Linked DNA regions of Mus musculus: all the other regions are linked to region 2. Evidence: chromatin contacts called from public Hi-C and HiChIP or PLAC-seq data. All regions are on one chromosome and are shown on one strand. The core of a region is the stretch at or near the end of the contact, and the rest is flanking DNA. Distances in the headings are between cores, read along the strand shown.

Evidence for each region. Hi-C and Micro-C count contacts between places; a contact is called where the count stands out from the background. HiChIP or PLAC-seq counts read pairs in DNA pulled down with a chosen protein or histone mark.
Region 1: a contact with region 2 is called in a Hi-C map of B cells, with 4 times the contacts expected there. The contact joins two enhancer-like sites. A contact is called at or near these places in 1 of 484 Hi-C or Micro-C datasets (B cells), 2 of 115 datasets of contacts at active chromatin or transcription factors (CD8 T cells and large pre-B cells) and 1 of 9 other capture datasets (embryonic stem cells).
Region 3: a BATF HiChIP or PLAC-seq map of CD8 T cells shows a contact between it and region 2, with 15 read pairs. The contact joins two enhancer-like sites. A contact is called at or near these places in 3 of 484 Hi-C or Micro-C datasets (B cells, the G1E-ER4 cell line and Th1 cells) and 2 of 115 datasets of contacts at active chromatin or transcription factors (CD8 T cells and large pre-B cells).

What each region holds. Positions count from the first base shown.
Region 1 is chr15:61,539,631-61,542,487 of GRCm38.p6, forward strand. No RefSeq gene overlaps it. Among named protein-coding and RNA genes, the nearest start is that of Gm24696, 180 kb to the left of the region's middle. Within about 2 kb of position 1,406, at least 70 of the 459 cell types and tissues checked have an H3K27ac peak or open chromatin away from gene starts, as enhancers often do. A contact at or near this core is called in B cells and CD8 T cells, where this site is marked.
Region 2 is chr15:62,822,794-62,825,493 of GRCm38.p6, forward strand. No RefSeq gene overlaps it. Among named protein-coding and RNA genes, the nearest start is that of Gm22521, 31 kb to the left of the region's middle. Within about 2 kb of position 1,253, at least 41 of the 459 cell types and tissues checked have an H3K27ac peak or open chromatin away from gene starts, as enhancers often do. A contact at or near this core is called in B cells and CD8 T cells, where this site is marked.
Region 3 is chr15:61,394,270-61,397,101 of GRCm38.p6, forward strand. No RefSeq gene overlaps it. Among named protein-coding and RNA genes, the nearest start is that of Gm24696, 38 kb to the left of the region's middle. Within about 2 kb of position 1,467, at least 51 of the 459 cell types and tissues checked have an H3K27ac peak or open chromatin away from gene starts, as enhancers often do. A contact at or near this core is called in CD8 T cells, where this site is marked.

The DNA of each region.
Region 1 (2,857 bases), core at 156-2,655, 1.3 Mb before region 2:
GCCAAATTGATGTGACAAAGGGTCTTATTAAAAATTCCTCATCTCAGGCTACAGAAATGGCATGTACCCTTTAAGAAGATCCTTAGGTAACTCGGTGAGTTTGTTAAAATGTAAGAAGCATTAACTAAACTAGTGTGTTCTGGTTATACAAATCTGGTCCCCCACTGAACTGGATCCAGAATCTAAGCACAATGCTATGCAAATACTTGAATCCCTAAAGCTTTCAAATCTCTCAACAAAAGATCTTTGGAATGAGTAAGACAAAATTAGGGTCTTAGACATGCCAATAAATTAGTAGTAGACTCAAAATAAGTCCTTGTCAAAGACCCAACACCGTCCATTTGGACAACATCCTGAGATAAACTCTACTGTCCCAAGATACCAGAGCTGTTAGGTGCTGTGGAGTATTCTATGGTAAAAGAACAAGCACTGGCTGGATGGTGGTGGCCCACGCCTTTAATCCCAGCACTCGGGAGGCAGAGGCAGGCAGATTTCTGAGTTCAAGGCCAGCCTGGGCTACAAAGTGAGTTCCAGGACAGCCAGGGCTATACAGAGAAACCCTGTCTCAAAAAAAACAAAAAAACAAAAAAACAAAACAAAACAAAACGAAAAACAAGCACTACTTTCAGACTCCTGATCCTTCAGGGAAGGCAGACAATTACACAACACCAAGACTGAGTAGATACAGGAGGCAGGAAGAGAGCAGATGATCACCAGAAGAGACCCCTGGTCCTCTGGCTTCCTAACCTATTCACCACCAATTTCTAAACTTGACTATACAAAAATTATAATAATCAACTAAGAAATATTAAAACCTAACCAAACAGCTCTGCAGATGAGACCAGGATATTGTGTGTGTGTGTGTGTGTGTGTGTGTGTGTGTGTGTGTGTGTGTGTGTGTGTTTCCACTCTGCTTTATGCGATCCTAATACAAAGCAAGTGTTAGGGTGAAAACCTGCCATTCTACTGTTCTCAGACCTGATTCTAGCAGGGGTGGGGCACGTTTTATACAAGGCATTCTCCATCCACAACCATTATGTAACTTAGTTCACGTGTCAGCCCTGTAAAATAGAAAATAACAAGAGCGAGGTATTTAGTCCATTTAATAAGTAGACAAAACCTGAACCCTAGGGAGGTAAAGTCGCAAGCCCATACTGAAAGCTCTTGGCCACGTGTCTTGTGACTTGCCCTATGTTGGTTGGAGTGGGCATGCACGTATCTGGAGCAGGATGAAAGGCAAGGACAAGCTTTGCTCTGTGCTTTCTGCTCCTCTCTGGCCTAACGGGTGGGAAGGACTTCACTAACAGGTGTTGGCCTGTTGGAATATCCCTGTTTAGGGATATGACAGTCATGAGCCCTCTGAGGTTCGGCACCTGAGAAAGAGGAAGTAGGAGCAGAGCGTGAATCAGAAGTCATGTGACCAGATACCCTTGAGCAAACTCTGTGAGAAAAGGAAGGCTGCAAATAGCTCAAGCCTTTAAGAATTTTCCTCAAAATCAATCAGGAGTCACATTCTGATCAGAAGGGCAGATAGCAGGTCGTGAGGACTGCGACATTCTGGGGTTTCATTTCTTCTCCATGCAGCCACCACAAGCTGTGTTGGACTGGTGTGAATGGGGCCCCCCTTTTACCTGAGTTTGCTTAAAAAGCAAACACGGAAACATTTGCTAAGCTCCCTTCTCTCCTGTCTCTCAAAGCAGCCCAGGAAGTAAGGTTGGCTAAAAGAGGCCTCCAGCAAACATAAACATAGACAGGAAGGCGTTCAGAGTGGGGGATGGGGAAAAAGGCCTTTCTTCCTTTCTTGAAAGAAAGAAAGAAAGAAAGAAAGAAAGAGAGAGAGAGAAAGAGAGAGAGAGAGAGAGAGAGAGAAAGAAAGAAAGAAAGGAAGGAAGGAAGGAAGGAAGGAAGGAAGAAAGAAAGAAAGAAAGAAAGAAAGAAAGAAAGAAAGAAAGAAAGAAAGAAAGAAAGAAAGAAAGAAAGGGAGGAAGGGAGGAAGGAAGGGAGGAAGGAAGGAAGGAAGAAAATCTCATCACTGTTTTTCTCCCATGCTGTACCTCAGAAATAAACTTATCTACTTGGGAATATGTCCTATGTATATTTCATTCCACTCTTGGCAGAAATAATTTTCGGTTCTCAGAATCGAGCAAGGCAGCGAATGGTGAGGGGAGGGCTGGTTGCCTCCTGCTGTGAGGAATGACACACAGAGTGGGGTACACAGGAGGGCTGACATTACACAATCCGCACATCAGCATTTCTGCTGCAGGCAGAAAGCTACTCCTGAGGGACACATGTTCTAAACTAGCAGAAAATAAATGCTGCTTTGAAATTAACCATCTCAGCCTATGACTTTTCCTGGTGAAACAGCCTCTCTGGGGTTATTTTTCAGGGTGATGTGTATGGGCACATACAGGCTACTGCATAAAGGGATTGATTTCAAAAGGTGCTGGGTCCTCATTTTCATAAATAAATAAACTCTCACTGGCCATCGGAATACGATTATATTTGGAACAAAACTCCTAAATATAGAGCCATTATCTGAAGTCACACGACCGACACCAGTCTTAAAACTTCATGTTGTCAGTTGGAAAAAGGCAAGTTTCTGGATCGAAATAGGGTTGGGAATGTGTGGCTTCTCAGCAAATATCATGGCCTCCTTTTGCTGTTTCAGGCAAGTGGGGCCAAATGACTTTCTCTGTATTAGGCAAACAAGTCTCAGTTACACACACACACACACACACACACACACACACACACACACACTCACTCACACTCATACAAAATCTTTCTCCCAGCAACTGCAACTGTTCTTGGACAAGACAAAGTGCTATTCTCAGGAGAAAAAAACAAACAAACAAAC
Region 2 (2,700 bases), core at 3-2,502:
CCAAACACCCCTCCCAGTTATCAGCTATATATTTCTCTGGTCATTATCTCACTAGATAGCATTTCCAACTATCCATCAATCATATTGGGCATCTCCTTCATCCTCAAGGGTATATCCAATTATTAGTAAAATATCAGCATAACATTCCCTCTAAATCTGGTTACATAGTTAGAACTTTGTGGTCATAATTTTGTTTCAAAATACCATGGAATCTCCAAAGTATTCTAACTAGTTTTCACCCATCTGCTCTCCTTCTCCTCCCTCCTGTTCTCTTAGCGAATCTGATCTTTTAGCTACATTTCTGACTGTGACTCTCTTATACACTGTGTCCTTTTATTTTCAGAATATAAACCAGCTATGCTATGGATTTGGGTTAGTTTTATAATTCTATTTCTTTCTAATATGCCAGCTGTGTCTCATGCCCTTTTCTTCTTCCTGTGTCCTCTCATTAATCTGAGTCTTTTTTCTCCTTTATACTGCTGGGTAATGAGTTTTATCAGCATCTCCCCTTCACACTACCTCTTGCTTGCTTATCCATCACATCTTGTCCTAATTTATGTCTCTTCAGTAGGACTTCTAACAAGCCAAATGGGATATTTCACTTGTACACTCTTCAATGTATGTTGAGAGTATTATAAGCATCTAGCACATGTGTAATATCTTATTGTTATTTTCTAGTCCCATTAACACAATATAAAGATTTTTATTGAATAAATAATTTCTACACAAACTGCTGTCTAAATTCTTTAAATTTATAATAGTAAAAAACATTTTCCCTAGATAATTTACAACTCTATATGTCTGATTGCAAGATAATTCATATCAAATAGCTTTATCAGTAGTAATTAAAATTATCACACACATATTCAGAGAATGTCAGACAAATGAATGCATAGATGAAGACGGTTATAGAGAAACAAAATCATGACACTCTGGAATCCTCCACCATGGAACTGTCGTTAAAAAATAAAAAGTGGACATCTTTAGCATCAAGACTAGAATAACAGAGGAGATACATTTTAAAAGTTAATGTCAATGTGTCCCTACTTGAAGAGGGCATATTGGCTGGTAATGTGCCTCTAAATGGGGCATAGTGGACATCTTAAGCCCTCTTGCTTTGGTCAACAGGTTCACAGATAGGTTTCTGAGATCAGGTCACAGAATAACAATGGGCATTCGAGAGTGTCACAGACCAAATACAACTCCACTTCCTCTTTGATTACCTCATCTACCATAATTTCCTTTCCAGGGACAGTGGTGAAGACCAATGCATGAACACTAGGGTAGACAAACCCTAACATCTGGTGCTCTCTCTCACACCCCTGCAGAGGAAAGGCCAAGTGCATTTCTAGGAAATAGCATTTTCTGAATTGTATTTCTGTCATGTATTACAGCCACATGTAACTCAAAGAAGCATGTGGTAAACAACTACCCACCTTCCTACTACCTTCTCACCAGTGCTAAGTATTTTCCTTTCTTTGAATCAATTATCTCTTACACTTCCTCCTTATTTCCTTCTCTCTTTAAAATTCTCTGTCTTTATACATGGCTGCTTACAGAAACATCCTTACCACACTCCACTTTCACTCTGAGCCAGTGAGGCTGTATTTTAGTTTCATGAAAAAAAAAATAGAGTCAAAAGAGGATATGATCACCACACAATGTTTTTGAATAAGATGAGTTTTTCTATTCTCTCCTAACTTCTAAATACTTTCAACCTGTAAGAAGGTGGCATCCACAGGCAAAGGAATTTTAAATATATACATGTATATGTATATGAATGCATGTGTATATATGTATATGTACATATACACATACATATATATAATCAGTAAAACCAGAGGAATTTCAGGGAGAAAAGTGGAGCCAAAGTTGCTGCACAGTCCTCAGAACATCTAACATTGCTGACACCTACACCTTAGACACTGAACACATCTAACTGTGAGACAAAGCCTGTCTATTTTTAAACCATTTGTTGACTAGCAGCCCTAGGAGGCTAATTCAGGCCAAATGTATTGTATGGCAAAAGAATTGCTTATGAGTTAGATGTGGTGAAGTTATTTCCTTGGCTTCAAAGCGGTTCAGTTTCATAAAGAAAACACAGTATACTTCCCCAGTGACTTAGCACATAGTTATCACAGGATGGATGCGTGTGGATTTTTATGGCTTCTCAGGATAATAATTTCCATAACATGTTGTCTCAATCTCTTTTCATGCACTGTCCTGTAATATGTGTTGTTTATTAGTCAAGTTCATCTCTGTACAATACATTTGGAGCAGGAAAAGGTCTGAGTCATGAAGGTAGGAAACAGGGCAGAATGAAAGAACAGAAACGGAGACAAGTGTTTTATGTGGGTTATAAAGGATGATTCTTATGTTCTTCCCAGAAAGCTACCACATGCGCATGTACAAAACGATGGCCTATTCTTCCACTGCCTAGCTCTCTAGGTGATGGAAATTGTTACCAATTGTGATCTAATTTTATTTTTTTGGAAACGTTTGAAACCTCATTTGCACGTAGTCTCACTAGAGTTCGGCAAAGTACCACATTCAAGTGCTTTGGATAATTCAGAGCTGAACAACAAATGACTACAGAGACTTCCTTTCTTGAGATTTCTCCAGCGCTAGAAGACCTTCAGTGCCTTCAGAAGCAGTTCACACTAAAAGGAAAGGGCCCTTTCCCTGACATTCATTCACTTG
Region 3 (2,832 bases), core at 217-2,716, 1.4 Mb before region 2:
AAAAGAGCTCTTGGTGACTGAAAGATCCTGGGAGAGGAAGAGTCAAGGTTTTAAGGGTATAGCTCCAGAGTAAGGCCACATGCCCAGGAATATATGTGCAGCACAATATACAGACTTCAGTTTTTCAAAAGACAAATACAGTGTTGGGTGGGTAGGGACTGGGGAATACATCTGGAATGAGATCACAGTATGAACATGATAATGGTCAAAATCCATTGCACACAATTCCTAGAGAACTCTCAGAAAAGAGAAGCATTCAGCTAACATTGGGAGAGTATCACGTGGGAATGCCTATTGTGTTCAGGAACAAGACGTCATTAGGACTGAGACTTCAATGCAGTGTGTTATACCGAGACACCAAGAACATGATGTTTTATGATCCTAGACACCAAAAATATGATGGCATAGTCTGTACTTGACCGGTAGCATTCTAATGAAGAACATCAAGGCAAGGCACATGAAGATGTCACATCATGTCTTGAAGAGTGACAGGAAAGTTTCAAAAAAAAAAAAAAAAAGATTACAAATAGCCTAAGTTTTAAATCAGCAATGGACTATTCAAAGGGGGGAGAGATTAGGGAGAAGAGTTAACAAGGACATAGACAGTGAAGGATGTGAACGCCTTCGGGAGACCCAGCATGGTTTAAGAGCAGAGGCAGTACATGGAAGGAAAGCTAGGCGGGTAAGTGCCAGGAACTCAAAAGCAGGCACAATATGCCTTCTTACTTCCTTCTTCCTGCACTATATAACTGTCCTTTCTCAGCTTCTTTTCACTGTAGCATGATGCAGAAAACTCAATGTTGCACGAAGCTCTCTGGCTTGATTTCTAGCAGTGCATACACTGGCCGTGGAGGTACCCACCTAAAATCTCAGAACTTGGGGAGTAAAGGCAAGATCAGATTTTCAGGGATACAGAGAAGATTTAAGGCCAACCTGGTCTACATGAGACTCTGATTATAAACTATAAAACTAAATTAAAAACTAAAGGGGGGAGGGGGCTAAGAGAAGAGAAAACCATACAGGGTAGCTTTCAGTCATTCGGATCACTTGGGGTGGCATACACCACACTGCAGATGAGCCAACGGATGTGCAAGGTCAGAACATAACCTTCTGTCAACACGTAGCCCGACACAGGGTCCCCAGCCCCCACAACATTAGCAAGAAAATAAGAACGCCTGCCCAGCTGTCTTGCTGGCTGTCACTGGGTAAATTATCTTTTATTAAGGATCTGTAATTGTTCTCCACTGAGCTGTGACCTAAATTTAGTAGTTCTGAGGAGTGAGACCCAGCCAACAGGATTTCCCTGAGAACACGATGAAGTTCCTGCATCAATTCAATTCATTAGCTAGAAAAAGAACAAGCGGCCAGTTCTTTCTTTTTTTTTTTCTTTCCCATTCTCCAGTGAGCCGTTTGTTTGTTTAGTTTGACCACATTTTTTTTTTCTTCTTGGATCCAGTCTGAGCCTCTGTAAGGACAGCACAGCTCATTCAAACACTTCCTGTCACATTAGCTCCCAAGGCAGAAACCAAGTAACACTATGTAAATCTTGCTGGTAAGACCCTCCATTTACTTCTTGGGGATTTTCAGCATAAGGAGAAGAAATGTCCTCAAGTAGTCAGGATGATTTGGGGTGAGGGGAAGAAAACTCAGCTTACTAGAATCACTAAAGCAACAGAAGAATAGACAGAGAAGGAGGGGAAAGGCAACACTGGTTAAAAGCTATCGTGAAAACTTTTGTGTAAGAAAGGTCATGAGAGGGACAGCCTCTACTAGAGACATTACTTCCAAAACCTGTTTTCATCATGACAATCTAATGAAGGCCAGAAAATAAAGTCACTCAATTTGGATACAGTTTCTAAAGATCTGTGCAAAATTTAGGGCCACATCTTCTTCCTCTAATCCCAGAGTTTTCCTTCAGTTCATCATTAACTTTTTGCCATGACAGTCTGGACTTGGGATCTGTCATGGATGTGCACCCTGTAAAGTCTCATGTATGGGTACCCACACATAAAAGAAAAAGAATATTCAATTTTAACAACATTCTTATTTGTTTTTCTTAACAATTCTTTTTTTTTTTTGCTGTTTTTTAATTAGGTATTTTCTTTATTTACATTTCAAATGTTATTCCCTTCCCTAGTTTCCCCTCCAAAAAAAACCCTATCCCCTCCCCCTGTTCACCAACCCACCCACTCCTGCTTCCTGGCCCTGGCATTTCCCTACACTGGGGCATAGAGCCTTCATGGGACCAAGGGCTTCTCCTCCTATTGATAACCGACTAGGCCATCCTCTGCTACATATGCATCTGGAGCCATGAGTTCCCCCATGTGTACTCTTTTGTTGGTGGTTTATTCTTTAACCCACCAATTTCCTTTTTCTGCCACCCTATCGGAAACTTCCTGATGACCAATATGTTACTGTAAAGATAGTTCATATACCTCTGCATGAATAAAGAAAAATGTCCCACGACATCCTTAGAAAACTTAATCTTGCTAGATATGTAATGTGGTCTGTAGAGTGTTTGCATAACATGTATGATGCCCTGCGTTCCATACCTAACACCACATAAAAACAGACATTCTGGCATGCACCAATAATCTCAGCACTCAGGAAGTGGAGATAGATTAGAAGTAGAGGCCAGTCTGAAATACATGAGAACGTTTTATTTAAAAAGGAAAGAGGTTTAGTGTTTTATTAAGAGGCTAAGATATCCATACCCTAACAGTAACTTAGTGACATTGTGCTGTCTCTGATTTCTCAGTAGTTTCATAGCAATGTAGTGAAGTTGGCTGAGCAGGTAACTTTATCTCTGTAACACTCTGAGTATACTAAGAG